Linked DNA regions of Callithrix jacchus: region 1 is linked to region 2. A link is a contact called in public Hi-C data. All regions are on one chromosome and are shown on one strand. The core of a region is the stretch at or near the end of the contact, and the rest is flanking DNA. Distances in the headings are between cores, read along the strand shown. Region 1 has its middle 61 kb from the start of FOXO6. Region 2 has its middle 18 kb from the start of SCMH1.

Region 1 (4,273 bases), core at 1,134-3,633, 160 kb before region 2:
ATACACACACACACATATACACAAACATATACACACAGGCACGCACGCACACATACACAGGCCACCCAAGGTCTGGCGACTCAGCACGCTGGCCTTTTTACACTTTATCAATCAGAGCAGCATGGATTTATAGCCCTGTGTGTTTGGCATAAATGCACTATTTTTCAAAAGCCAAAATAAAACTCCAAGAAGCTGTAAAAACCCAGGAGTTTGGAAGATTCCCTGCAGGGTCAATTAGGGTGAATTAGAACCTACAAATGTGAATCTACCCAACCACGTAATGGCAACTTGGACAGTGCACCTCGGAATGCTAATGAAGGCAGCGGCTGTTGGGGAGAGAGCCAGGCTGGCCTTCCGTCTGAGGCCTGTGGGGAGGGGGCAGGACCTCGCTCACCCCTGGGCTGTGTGATGGGGGCAAAGCTGGGCCCCACTCTGAGCAGCAGTTTCTTCATCTGGACATGGGGCTACTGCGGATTACTCTGGAGGGGTAAGTTCCGTCCTTATGTGAGGACTTAAAATTCTGTGTGCAGTCATTTTCATCCCTCGGCAAACATCTCAGGACTTGTGATAGTGGTTACAGGAAAAATGTGAAAGTCACCAACATTTGCTATGCATGACTGCCTCTGCAAGACAGAGTCATGCTCCCCTTCCACTGACAGAACTCAGGAGTCCCTGCTTTGGACAAGGGAGAGTGTAGGAAGTTGGATCCAGTCTCAGGTATCACACCTAGGGATGATTACAATTTTCCTCATTCTGCAGACAGAGACTGATACCTGACTCCCACACCCGGGACTGTAACCTCTCCACGCATGTGACCCAGGCCCAGCCTTGCCCACCTCCCTATGTGGTGAGGTCACAGACCTGCCCATGGCCCTGCCTGCTCCCTCAGTGCCCCCCTTGCCTAGGAAAGAACACAGCTCTTGGATCCAGAAAGCCAGGCTCTACATGCACCGCTGAGCAACCAGGAACAAGCCTGGTTGTAAGATGAGGAGGATAACTCCTGTAAAACACACACAGTGCCTGGCACTGAGTAAGAGCTCAACCAAGGTTAGACAGTTTAAAGGTCCTCACAAGCCCTTCGTGAGATAGGATCTATTACCCCCATTCTGCAGATAAGTAAACTGAGACTCAGAGAGGCTTAGCAACTTGCCCAAGGTCACAGAGCTAAGCAGCAGGAGGAGCAGGAGCTGGGGCTCAAACCAAGTCTGCCTGGCTCCAAAGGGCTCAGGATAAACCGGGCCCCATTATCTCGGGCAAGAAAAGGAAGAGGGAGGGGTAGAGAAGGGAAAGAGGAGAGAAAACAGAAGGGAGGTTTGTCATTGGCAGAGGGGACATTCCGGCAGAGGTGAAGCCAGGTGCAGGGAACTGCCTTAGGCAGAGGTTGACAGTTCACAGGAGCCAGTGGGGGCAGTGCGGGCTGGCAGTGGATGCCCTCACCCTCTCTGTCTTCTCCAGTGACCTTGCCGGCTCAGCTGTGCCACCAGCATCCCAATGAGGTGCTGCAGGTAGGGGTTTGGAGTGGCACTCCCACATGACAGGACTCAACAGGTCCTCCCCCTGCTAGGACCAGAACCAGGGTTCTGGCCTCCTTCCCTGGTAGCCAAGTGCCCCCAGGAGCTCTGTTTGGGGCCATGGGGACAGGAGGTAGGCCTGAGCCCTGAGCAGCCAACAGCCTGAGGTGGCCTCCAACCAATCCCAGAGACCTGGGGCACCTGCAAGGTGGATGGGACGCACCCACAGCTGCCAGGCTCCCAAAGTCACCTGAGGTCCCCGCCCATCTCTCCCCGAGGCCTCTGACAGCTGGGAATTCCTTGGGCATGACAAAGTTGGCCAAGCAGGGGGCTGGGAACCTGGCCTGGCAGCCTAGGCAGGGTTCTGGTTACAGCTTTGGCTGCAAGCTGGCTGTGAGGTCATGGGCATGTCACCCCCCCCTCCCTGGGACTCAGCGTCCCCACAGCCAGCTGTGGCAGTGCTGGCCTAGCCTGGAATTGGCCGAATTGGAAAAGGACTTTCCAAGCAGGAAACTTCAGAATCTGGATTCACAGAAGCCGGGGCTGGAAGGAACGAACCTCTGGCTGTGATTTCCTAACACTGGTTTACAGCTGACAGTGTCAGAATCGCCCTGGAAATGTGTGAAAATGTAGATCTAAGGGATCCCTTTCATCTCCAGTAGAGGAGTGGACTGTGGACCCAGGCACCTGGAGATTTGACAAGAATCCCAGGTCCATGCCCTCAGAGGGTTTCTTGCCCCTTCTGCCGGGGGAAGCTCTTCCAGAAAGAGGATGCCCCAGGATCCCTGAGCCTCCCTAGATATTTGCAGTCTCCTCAGAAGCCTAGAGCTGGGTTCTAGCTTTCACTCCCACCAGCAAACTTTCCATAGAATTCTCTGCCACCACCTCTCTGTCCAGGTCCTCTCCACCCAGGCCACAACTACTGGCCATTCCCACTTTCCCTCCTACCCAAGGCTTAAGGCTAGTTTTTTTGTTTTCTGCTTTTTCAGTTGAGGTCAGACTTGCATACTTGCATAGAGTAAAGGGCACTATTTTGAAGTGAACAGCTCGATGTATTTTTTTTAAGGTGGGGTCTTGCCCTGTCACCCAGGCTGGAGTGCAGTGGCTCGATCTCGGCTCACTGCAGCCTCTGCCTCCCTGGTTCAAGCAATTCTCCTGCCTCAGCCTCCCAAGTAGCTGGGATTACAGTCATGTGCCCCCACGCCTGGCTACTTTTTGTATTTTTAGTAGAGACGGGGTTTCTCCATGTTGGTCACGCTGGTCTCAAACTCCCAACTTCATGATCTGCCCACCTCAGCCTCCCAAAGTGCTGGGATTACAGGCGTGAGCCATCCCGCCTGGACAGCTCGATGTGTTTCTACCTGTGAACCCTCTGTGTCACTTCCCCCGGGCTAAGCTCTAGACCTTTTCCCTCACCCCACAGAGCTCCCATCAAGTCTCCCTGCCTTGCCTCCTGCACTGTTCTGAGTCCGTCACCATGGATGGATGTGAGAGGCCTGTTTCTGGAGTGATCTGTGCGTTCAGCACCTGGAATGCAGGCTCTCTGAAGACAGGCTGTCCTGTTCCTTACATTGTCTGGCACCAGGCAGGTGCTGGGAAGCCTGCGGCCCCCTCCAGTAGCTCCCACTGGCTCCTAGACACTTCCCTTCCCCTTCCTCCCTCAGCCCTGACCTGCACACAGCTCAGACACACCCACTGACCCCAGCCACACCCATATCCAAGCTCACGCCCACCCTTGCCCGGTGCATTTCCTCCAGCGGCCTTCCCACTTAGGATTGGGTGGCCCCCAGCTCCTACCCACTGTGGCCTCCCTCACCCCAGAGCACGGCACCGGTAGTGTTTTGTCTCCTGTGCCCATCTCACTGCCTCACCATGCTGGGTTTGACAATTGCACTGCCACCCATTAGCCCTACCATACACCCTCATACTCACACGTGTGACCATGGGCCAGTCACTCACCTTCTCTGGGCCTCAGTTTCCCCATGTGTAAAATGACACAATCAGGCTAAGTGGATTCTGTGAGCTCCTTTGGCTCTGATAATAGCAGTTGTAAATAAATATTTAGACAAATAAGTAGCCCCAAAGAATGGCTCATCACTGATGGCGGGATTGTAGCATCTGCTGGAGGCCTTTTAGAGGCAGAATTCCAAGTGTGGTGTCAAGAGCGCTGGCTGTGGAGCCGACTGCCTGGGTTAAAACCCTGGGTCTCAACTTTCCCGTCTGACAGATGGAGGTAATGGTGGGGCAGGTGATGGCGAAATAAGAGAGTGCATAGAAGTACCTGCGGTGCATGGAAGCCTGGCACTCACCTTGTGCTCAGTAGCGTGCAGCTCCTACTGGCATTCGAAGGGCACAGTCACTCAGCAAGGTCCTGGAGTCCACATCCGCCCAGGACAAGAGGGCGGAGCAAAATGTGGCAGCAGTTTCTTCTGTTTGCCACCAGAGGGCACTATGATGCAGCCAAGTGCATCAAGGCCTCCCAACTCACCCCGGGAAAACCACTCCTGAGGGAGGAGGGCAATGCCAGCTAGAGCCTGCCGAGAGGGCAAAGACAAGCCTTCGCCTTCCAGAAGGACATCCACCAGTGCAGCCCTTTCTCCAGAAGATGCCCCACACCACCTCAGCCTGACATTCTGTCCATTTCTATCACAGCCTATCCACAACAGCCTAGAGAACACCAACCTTCCTACCAAAGCCATTAGACCCATTTCACAGATGGGGAAACTGAGGCCCAAGAGAAGGCAAAGCCAGCCCCAGGTCAT
Region 2 (4,632 bases), core at 440-2,939:
TGCTATTATGGGCCAGGCACTGTGATAACATTGCACACAGCAAAATCAGAGTATAATGTGCACTGACAAAGGGACAAGGGACCCCTGCCTTCTCATTTGGGTCAAGTACTTCAGGAACTGAGGATGGGCAGTGGAATGGCACATGCTCTCAATCCTGTTGTTTAGTATCTCCTCCTAAACAGGTAAGTGGGGAGTCTGAAGACCTTGCTATGTGATGGGACAAATCTCTTCTCCTCTCAGAATCACAGGCCTCTAGGCCAGCACAGCCCAACAGAACTTTCTGGGGTGATGGAAGTATTCAATATCTGTGCTGTCCAATATTGCAGCCAGTAGTCACCAGTAGCTTCTGAGCACTGGAAACATGGCTAGTGCAATCGAGGAACAGAATTTTAAATGTATTTACTCTTAGTTAATTTAAATTTATATAACCCCTGTGGCTAGTGGCTATTCTATTGGATAGAGCAGCTCTGAGCTATTTAGCTTTGTGGGCATCCTCCTGGAGAGATGAAGTAATTGAGACACTATTAGACTGAGTGATTTGCTTAAAGGCTTTCAGTGACTCTGTGACAGAATTGAAACCAGAACCTAGGTCCTTCTTATTCCGTAACAGGCCTTTTTCCTCACATCACTGCTAGATGTGGAGACACCTAACGTTGCTCTACAATAGTGCCACACCTTTCTACAGGTAAGTAGATAACCCTGACTGCAATGCTCTTCCTACCCATGACCACTCTCTCTCTGCTGTGTAAACTCCTACCTATCCTTCAAGACCCAACTCAGACATCATAACTGTTCCCCATTCCTGGCAGTTCCTTGCTCCCTCCCTGTCCTCCTGTAGCATTTTGTCTGGGTAGCTCTAGGAGCACGTACAATGTAATTGTCTATTTATTTATCTCCCCAACTTGATTGGAATTCCCTAAAAGCACGGATGGTATTCTATTCTTCCCGTCTCCAGAACCCAGCACAGGAGGCTGGTCAACAAATGTGTGGAATCAACATACTAAATATACTGCAATGTACAGACTCCAAATAAAAGCAGACCTATCCCAGAAGATAAGGGAAGTGTATTGAGCAATCAGAAAGCCTGGGTCTCTTTATCCCACTCATGCTAAATTGCTGTGTGACTATGGGTAAATTGTGTCCCCTCTTTGGACCTGAGGGGGTTGGACTGTGCCATTTCTAAGTAGGACAAGCCCCAGCCCCTCTACGGTAATGACCCCAAGGGACTCCTGGCTCAACAATTTGGGCAGGCTGAGATGGAGCCTCTGGGGGAGGTTACTGGGTGTGGTGGTGGGCAATGTCCAGCACTCTGTGGCCGGCGCTGAAGCAGCTGCTTGCTGGACTCAGAGCTGCCAGAGATGCAGCTAAGTCAGCAGCTACTCCTGGGCCACTGGGCCAGAAGTACTATTTCTGGCCCCTGGAAATAGTAGAAGGAGGACTAGGAGAGCAGCTCAGATAGGAACCAAGGGGAGGAAGGGAAAAGCAAGGAACCAGCACATCGGAAAGAAGACAAAGATAAAAAAACACAACAAATGTAGCGATAGCACTCCCACAAACATGGTGAATGTTCCTAAAAACTCACCAGACTTTCTATAAGAAGTGGGACAAGCATCAACCCCACAAACTGACACAATATAAGAAGGGCAAGGGTCTTCTGTATGCCCAGGAGAGGCAGCGTCATGACAGGAAGCAGAGTGGCTATGAAGGGCAGACTAGCCCTACTTTTCAGGAAAAAGGATGAAATTACAAAGAAGATTGTGCTGAGGCTTGGGTGTTTTGAACCCAACTGCAGATCTAAGAGAGTGTGGTTGGCTATTAGGAGATGCCTTTTCAACTGGGAGAAGGTAAGAAGAGAAAGGGCCAAGTGATCCAGTTCTAAGCTTCGTCTTTTATCAGGAAGACAATAAAATCTTGAGGTTATGTTCACTTCATTTGGTTGTAGTTGGTCTTTTGGGAGGGAATAGATTAAAGCCATCAACAAAATTCCCCTTAAGGGGAAATTTATGCTTTGTGGTTCTTCTGGGTACTAAGGGGAGGAAAAGAGAAAAACAGCAAAATAGTGACTGGAAAACTCACTTCTGGTTAGACTCCCATTCATTTGTGTATTTTACTCACCCATTCAACAAATCTTTATTCACAGATTTCCCAAGTTCAGGGACTCTTAGATCACTGGAAGCAGAAACTGAGGCCCAAAGTGGGGAATGACTTGTATAGGCCATACGAGGTACTGATTGCCTTCTCAGCTATATGCCAAACCACAGTGCCAGTGGAAAGCCAGCCATGTGTAGCCAGTGTGCCTAGCCAGCGGGCCCACACTCACCCTCAGTTGTCAAGGCCTTGGGAAGGGCTGAGAACAGCACTCACTTCCAGAGAACAAAAGAGGGCTTAAGGCCTTCCATAGCCTCCTTAGGGACTCACTCCTTGTGGACTGGCTTAATAGAATAAGCCTTGGACTTGGAACTGGACAGTTCTGGATTCAAGTCCCTAGAGACTTCCTTTTTCTTCCAGCTGTATGAATTTAGAAAGTCATCTCCTGGAATCAGCTTCCTCATCCAAAAAATGGAGATAACAATCCCTCACAGAGTTCTGTGAGGATTAAATTAGTAATATGTGTGACTGTGCTAAAAGTCATCAGTAAAGGTTTTGAAAATGAATAAGACAAGAAAGAAACAGCAGCTCCATCAGCATCAGCAGTCTCCTGGCTTGTCACTCACAGCAAGGCTCCAGCATTCTCCTGCTGAACATAAACAAGTTTCCAGAACACCAACACCAGACAAAGCCTCTATAATCATGAGACAGGCAGCAAGACCAAAAAAAAGGTCACACCATGTCTGAATACAGAGAAAAACCTGGGCAGGTGCCGTGGCTCACTCCTGTAATCCCAGCACTTTGGGAGGCCAAGGCAGGTGAATCACTCGAAGTCAGGAGTTCAAGACCAGCCTGGCCAACACAGTGAAACCCGATCCCTACCGAAAATACAAAAATTAGTCAGATGCAGTGGCAGATGCCTGTAATCCCAGCTATTTGGCTGGGTAGGAGAATCATTTGAACCCAAGAGGTGGAGGTTGCAGTGAGCTGAGATCATGCCACTGCACTCCAGCCTGGGTGACAGAACAAGACTTCATCTCAAAACAAGACAAAACAAAACAACGACAACAACAAAAATCAGAGAAAATACAGAACACTGTGAAATTGTTAAAACTACCAAACAGCCCCCTTCTGGTCATGAATGTGGTGATTTCTTTGTTTTTTTCTCTATTCTACTTTATGTTCTGGGGTACATGTGCAGAACATGCAGGTTTGTTACACAGGTACACACGTGCCATGGCAGTTTGCTGCACCCATCGAGTGTGGTGATTTCTTTACCAATGACAGCCTTAGCCACATTCCATTCTTCCCTCTCTTAGATAAAAATAATGAAAATGCCTAATTACTGAATTGCCACTGCTCTCTGACAGCACCTAGCCCAGAGCAAAACTCTCCTGATACTCTCTTTCTGAGCTGCCCCCTGGTTACCAAGGTGTGTCATGTCCTTTGTGCAGCATGTACTAATCCCAACTTTGACTGCAGGTGTGTTGCTGGTGGTCTTTTGCTATGGAGCATTGACAAAGATTTAAATGGTGGAAGTTCAGACTCCATGACAGACCAGTGGAAGAATATATATACGTGTGTGTGTGTGTGTGTACACATATAATTTTTTGCCTGAAGGACCTTCCCTCAAATTGCACAGTGATGGGTGACCTACTACTCTGCTTATGAATGAAACTGGCCCATTGGTCTAAGCAGAGATCCTTCAATTCCTTGCCATGTTGGCCTCCCAACATCGGCAGTCTCCACCAGGAATGCCCCTTAATTTGATATGGCAGCTTGCTTCTTCAAAACCAACGGGGAGGCAAAGAGAGACTCAGCAAGACAAGTGCCACACTTTCATGTAACATACCCATGTCATTGCTGACATGGCACCATCTATACCACCCATCTCATCACCTTTGCTGCTTTTACCAGAGAGAAGCAAGTTACAGCACCCCTCCCCCCAACTCAATGGAATGAATTACAGAAAGCCATGACACCAGACAGCAGGTGGGATAGTCGGCAACCTCCCCAAGAGTCTGTCTGCTACAGAACTGAGAGGAACCTCACGAAGGAATTTCTTTATGAGGCTGGTAGATACAGACTTGCGGGATAATAAAGACCTGAGGAATCACGTCTCACCATTTCACTTTACCTAGAAGAAAACAGAAACCCAGATGGCAAAGTAAGACTAGAATCCAGACCTTCTGACTTCCAATTTCCAACATACTCTACTGATTCTATATCTACTTATTGTCAAGACCTTAAAGCCACAGCTGGAAAGTTAGATGGCACTTTGAAGTTGTAACTCAGTGGATATTGTTGGAATGTCTTAGAATACTTCTGGAATAAATCCAAATCCTTACCATGACATTCAAGGCCCTCTGACTACCTGGCCCCAACCAATTTTTTTTTGTATCACCTCTTGCCATTCTCCCCGGGTATGATGGTGTCATGTCAGCAATGACATGGGTACATTACATGAACGTGTGGCACCTGTTTTGCTGAGTGTCTCTATCCAACAGAGAACTATTTGGTACTTCCTGGTGGTGCCTCCCACCC

What was found. Hi-C and Micro-C count contacts between places; a contact is called where the count stands out from the background.
Region 1: a contact with region 2 is called in a Hi-C map of skeletal muscle, with 7 times the contacts expected there. The contact joins two enhancer-like sites. A contact is called at or near these places in 3 of 3 Hi-C or Micro-C datasets (induced pluripotent stem cells and skeletal muscle).

The regions. Positions count from the first base shown.
Region 1 is chr7:77,976,746-77,981,018 of calJac240_pri, reverse strand. No RefSeq gene overlaps it. Among named protein-coding and RNA genes, the nearest start is that of FOXO6, 61 kb to the right of the region's middle. Within about 2 kb of position 2,383, at least 3 of the 16 cell types and tissues checked have an H3K27ac peak or open chromatin away from gene starts, as enhancers often do. A contact at or near this core is called in skeletal muscle, where this site is marked.
Region 2 is chr7:77,813,003-77,817,634 of calJac240_pri, reverse strand. No RefSeq gene overlaps it. Among named protein-coding and RNA genes, the nearest start is that of SCMH1, 18 kb to the right of the region's middle. Within about 2 kb of position 1,689, at least 1 of the 16 cell types and tissues checked has an H3K27ac peak or open chromatin away from gene starts, as enhancers often do. A contact at or near this core is called in skeletal muscle, where this site is marked.